Linked DNA regions of Sus scrofa: region 2 is linked to region 1. Evidence: chromatin contacts called from public HiChIP or PLAC-seq data. All regions are on one chromosome and are shown on one strand. The core of a region is the stretch at or near the end of the contact, and the rest is flanking DNA. Distances in the headings are between cores, read along the strand shown. Region 1 has its middle 23 kb from the start of SRSF10. Region 2 overlaps STPG1 (O(6)-methylguanine-induced apoptosis 2).

Evidence for each region. HiChIP or PLAC-seq counts read pairs in DNA pulled down with a chosen protein or histone mark.
Region 2: a contact with region 1 is called in an H3K27ac HiChIP or PLAC-seq map of alveolar macrophages. The contact joins two enhancer-like sites. A contact is called at or near these places in 1 of 47 Hi-C or Micro-C datasets (epiblast stem cells) and 1 of 2 datasets of contacts at active chromatin or transcription factors (alveolar macrophages).

What each region holds. Positions count from the first base shown.
Region 1 is chr6:81,762,936-81,765,612 of Sscrofa11.1, reverse strand. No RefSeq gene overlaps it. Among named protein-coding and RNA genes, the nearest start is that of SRSF10, 23 kb to the right of the region's middle. Within about 2 kb of position 1,297, at least 59 of the 83 cell types and tissues checked have an H3K27ac peak or open chromatin away from gene starts, as enhancers often do. A contact at or near this core is called in alveolar macrophages, where this site is marked.
Region 2 is chr6:82,078,335-82,081,011 of Sscrofa11.1, reverse strand. All of the region lies in intron 3 of STPG1 (O(6)-methylguanine-induced apoptosis 2), which reads left to right. Among named protein-coding and RNA genes, the nearest start is that of STPG1, 32 kb to the left of the region's middle. Within about 2 kb of position 1,326, at least 3 of the 83 cell types and tissues checked have an H3K27ac peak or open chromatin away from gene starts, as enhancers often do. A contact at or near this core is called in alveolar macrophages, where this site is marked.

The sequences.
Region 1 (2,677 bases), core at 48-2,547:
GAGCCGCAAGGGTTAGAACTAAAGGACGAGTCCCAATATGGAGTCAGGTTTGCTCTCTGTCACAGCCCCTCCTTACCATGACACCAGCCATAAGAAGGAATAAGCAGGCAACCACACAGATGAATCTCAAAAACGTTGTGCTGAACAAAAGAAGACCACAAAAGGGCACATACTCCACGGTTCTATTTACAAAATCTTCTAGAAAAGGCAAAACAAAAGCATGGTGACAGACAGCAGATCAGCGGCTGCCTGGGGGAGTGGGGGTGGGGGGAATAAATGCAAAGCAACAGGAAGAAAGTTTGGGGGTTGGTGGGAAAGGTTTATATCTTAGTGGTCATTACTCAAGTGTATACATTGCCAAATCTCACCCAACTGTGCATTAAAATGGGTGTATTATATGCAAAATCCTCAGCAAAACTGAGCTTTTATTTTATTTTATTTTATTTATTTTGCTTTTTTAGGGCCGCAGCCATGGCATATGGAAGTTGCCCGACCAGGAGTCAAAGCTGAGCTGCAGCTTCCAGCGTATACCACAGTCACAGAAACACCAGATCCAAGCCACATCTGTGACCTACACCACAGCTCACAGCAACGCCGGATCCTTAACCCACTGCCCACATCCTCATGGCCACTAGTCAGGTTCGTTACAGCTAAGCTACGACCAGAACTCCCAAGTTGAGCTTTTGAAAAACTTCTGGGAGTTCCCACTGTGGCGCAACGGGATTGGCAGTGCCTCTGCAGCACCAGGAGGTAGGTTCGATCCCTTGGCGTGCCAATGGGTTAAAGGATCCAGCGTTGCCACAGCTGTGGCTTAGGTCACAAATGTGACTTGGATCTGATCCCTGGCTTGGGATCAGAACTCCATGTGCACTGGGCAGCCAAAAAAAACAAACAAACAAAAAAACCCAACAACTGTCTGTGTTTGCAGGGCTCTCAGAGGCAGGCTCTATTACACCTCAAATGCAACAACTGAAAGGAGTTATTCCAGTATCCCAAGGAAAAGCATCCCCAACCCCAAATTTGGGGGGGCCCCAGAGAATGCCCTCCACGCCCTCCAGAAATCTTTCGCACCCGGATTGTGTTTGTGCAAGTTGGGCTGATTGAAAGAGGTTTCCTAACTTAGTTCCCTCCTGCTGCAGCTGAGAGCAGGCCTGAACTATTTCAGGCCCAAGGGCAACATCCTTGAGAAGTTCTATCTGGAAGGAGTGGGAGCTCGCCATGGCAACCTGTCCCGGGCCCAGTCCTGGCCAGGCTCCAAGGCACACAAATAAAGCCTTTGGAATGCGGTGCAGGGCAAAGGGTGGGGAGGAGAGAAAGTTGCCAAGTTTCCATGAAAACCAATAATGTGAGGCCTCAGGCCCTGGGAGCTGTTGGGGGTTGGGGGGGGGGCGGGCAGAGACACAGAATCAGGAACGGCTCAGGGAAATATAACACATTCAGAGACAGACAGATCCCCACACGAGCGCGTACACACACACACACACACACACACACACACACACACACACACACACACACACACACACACACACTCTTGCCCTGCTTGGAGGAACGCTGCTTCTTCAAAAAGAGGCTTGATAAAATGAGAACCCTGGCTCTAGAGCCTGACAAACAGCCATTCCAGTGCCTGGTGACACGTCCCAGTAACCTCGGGGAAGATTCTGAACTGGTTATCCATTTAGCCCACTCCTTCCCTCCTCCCCCTGTTTGCCTCGAGGTCACCTTCTCCCTGAGACCTTTCCCTGTAACCTTACATCACATTGCAGCTTCCTCTGCCCTAAACTCCTGCTCTGCTTTATTTTTCTCCTGGCACTTAGCACCACCTGACTTGATATATTTTACTTACTCATCTCATTCGTTGTTGCCTTGTTAATATCAGTTCCACAAGGGCAAGGATTTTTGTCTGTCTGTCCCTGCTTTCTCTCCAGTGTCTAGAACAGTGCCTGGCACATACTAGGTACCCAAGAGACATTACGGAGCATGGGCTTCTCGGAACATCAGTTTTGTCGTTGGCAAAATGGCTATACTTCTACCCCCACAGGGTTGATGGGAGAGTTGGAGGAGTGGGCTTCAAGATGTGAATTAGGTGCCCAGCCCTTCCTGGGAGCACTAGTGAGACACACAGAGCCTTCATTTGGTGAGCTTAACAGTGAGAAGGCCCCTCATTACTGCACTTCTGCACTTTGGTCCACATTTAAGAACAGCTTTCCTGAGAGTTCTCTTATGGCTCAGCAGGTCAAGGATCCAGCACTGTCACTGCAGTGGTGTGAGTGGCTGCTGTAGCGTGGGTTGGATCCCTGGCCCAGGAACTTCCACATGCCATGGGCACAACCAAAAGAAAAACAAACAAACAAGAACAACTTTCCTGGATCTCTGCCTTGCCACTCTGACCCCTGAGTCCACGAACTTACCTGTGTCCTTGCTCTGCAAAAATCACCAGAAATTTTTTTTTTTTTTTTTAGGGCTGCACCTGTGGCATACGGAAGTTCCCAGGCTAGGGGCTGAAGCAGGGCTGCAGCTGCCAGCCTACACCACAGCCATAGCAATGCAGATCCGAGCTGCCCCTGCAACCTACACCACAGCTCACAGCAAGGCCAGGGATCGAACCTGCATCCTCATGAATACTAGTCGGGTTCTTTACCCGCTGAGCCACAACTCTGAAAATCACTAGATATTA
Region 2 (2,677 bases), core at 77-2,576, 320 kb before region 1:
TGGCCCTCCGGCCCCTTCTCTCCAAAGGCCTGTGGTTCTATTTAGGAGAGTAACCACCTCCTTAGCGTTCATGCAGGGAAACTGGAGCCCATGCCTTTCAGTAATTTTTTTCCACTGCTACACATTACCAGAGTGGGGAGCGAAGCTAGAAGAACATTCAAAATCCAATTTTGTCTTTAGGGAGCAGACCAGCAAATATCTTCCTGAGTGTTTCAGGCAAACCAGCAAAAAGTTATTATTATACATCTTGCCCTAATAGGATTTTTTACAAGGCTTAGTCTATGTGGGTTATTCATATTATTCAGAAATCGGATGCGACCAGAAAGAATGCAGGCGGCAGGCTGGGAATTTGGTGACATTCCTCTCTTCTTCATTTCTCTTCTTCGTAAGATGGGGGACTTTATCTTTGTGGAAGGCTCAAACCACCAAATAGCTAAACAAAGTGCTGATGTCTCTGACCAGATCTGGGCAAGGATAGTCTGATTGATTGATTGATTGATCTTTTTAAGGCCACACCCGTGGCACATGGAACTTCCCAGGCTAGGGGTCAAATTAGAGCCGTAGCCACCAGCCTACACCCCAGCCACAGCAATGCCAGATCCGAGCCTTGTCTGCAACCTACACTACAGTTCACACCACAGCTCATGGCAACACTGGATCCTTAACCCACTGAGCGAGGCCAGGGCTTGCACCTGTGTCCTCATGGATTCTAGTCAGATTCGTTTCAGCTGAGCCATGACGGGAACTGGGCAAGGATACTCTTTATTTGAACATTTCTCAGTTGGCAAGAAAAATAGATATGACAAGGAGAAAGGGTCAAAGCAGGTAGTGAGAGTAGCTGAGGTAGGAAAGTGAAAAAGAAAGCAAACCCACACTCCAGCATCAACAAGACACCTATGCCGTCTGTCCCTTTAAAAGTTATAATAATCTCTTGCAAAAAATGTATTATGATACCTGACATTGGAATTGATTTAAAAAAAAAAAAACAAAAAACCACACAACACAAAGAGACCATTTAAGACACACTGAATGCAGCCACTTATTGGAATTCAAGCTTGGCAGAATTGAGGACCCAGGGAGCAAACTAACTCTGGAGTTAACTCTTCTTTAGCAAAGACGTTGAGGCTGCACATGCCCCCAGTGAGTTCACAGAACAGCCAAGCCTCTGCCTCTTTCTTCTGCCCCAAACCCTGCAAGCAAAGAGACTCCAGAGCAACCGGGCAAAAGATGTGCCGTCTCACGATGGCCTGGTGCTGGAGACAAGACTTAAACCTAATCCCGACTCAGCTGTGGGTTCTTGATGTGACCTCAAGCACGTCACCCTCAGTGTCCCAATTGCCTCATAGAGCAGAGACGCCCCGGAGGCGCTGGGCAAGTTAACGTTGCAGGGAGTGAAATTCTCTTTGAAACTGCGGAGCATCGTAAACACGTTAGATGTTGTGATTGTTACCGCCTGAGTCACAAACAATACTTCCTGCAACACCTCGAGTTTTCTCCCTGAGAATGTCTTTGCCAAATGGTGGCACAGCCCATTCCTGCCTGGTGCCAAAGAAGGCACTGAATCAGAGCACACCATCAATTTCCCTGCTGGGCTTTACGGGCAGTAACTTTCCAGATGACGCAGCCCGGCCGTCTGGAGGAGAAGGGGCCCCAGGGAAGATCTGCACAGGACAGGATCTCATCAGACCTTTCAGGTCTTTAAAAAACTCAGACCCAACCCCAGAGAAGTCAGATGCAGAGCTGTTCAGGCTTCCTCTCCTGGCTGTGATGGATATGAGGGTTTGTATTTACATGGATAAACACACAAGTGCCTGCATCCTTGGGCAGGGCCCTTAAGTGGTTGGAGGAGCTCTGTCAGGACCTCCCCGCATCTTGCCTAGTTCCTTTCCGAACTGGACACAAATTTCATTCCTCCGCCCCTTCTTTTGGTGACTGTCATGTTCAGTGCCTCCTGGTTCCAGATTCCAAGACTCTGAAGGGATTAAAAGTAGTCCTCCTAAAAAAAAAAAAAAAAAAAAAAAAGTTCCCATCGTGGCTCAGTGGGTTAAGAACCCGACATAGTGTCCATGAGGATGCAGTTTTGATCCCTGCCCTCGCTCAGTGGGTTAAGGATCTGGCATTGCCGCAAGCTGCACTGTAGGTTGCAGATGTGGCTCAGATCCCATGTTGCTATGCTGTGGTCAGGCCTGAAGATGCAGCTCCGATTCCATCCCTCGCCTGGGAACTTCTATGTGCCTCCATAAAAAGCAAACAAATGAAAAGAAAGAAAAAGAAAGAAAAAAGAAATAGAAGCGGTCCTGCTCGTGGAGTTCCCTGGCGGCCTAGTGGTTAAGGATTCGGTCTTATCACTTCTGTGGCACGGGCTTGATCCCTGGCCTGAGAATGTCCATGGCCAGGAAAAAAAAAAAAAAAACAAAAAAACGCAGTCCTTGTCAGAGAAAGGTCTGCCTTATTGACACTGGTATGGTAGAAGGAGTGTGATGCTGGGGTGAGGCCGACCAAAACCCTCTGTGGGTCAATACGTTTTAGAAACTTCCTGATGACTCTTGGAACAATTGCACTCAATCTTTTGAGAGGACCTGTCATCAAAGTCCACATAATCTACTGTATTCCAAAGCTTTGCTCCAGAATTATTCACAGGGCCGACTAGGAAGTCAAACGAGGCAGGCTGGGGAGA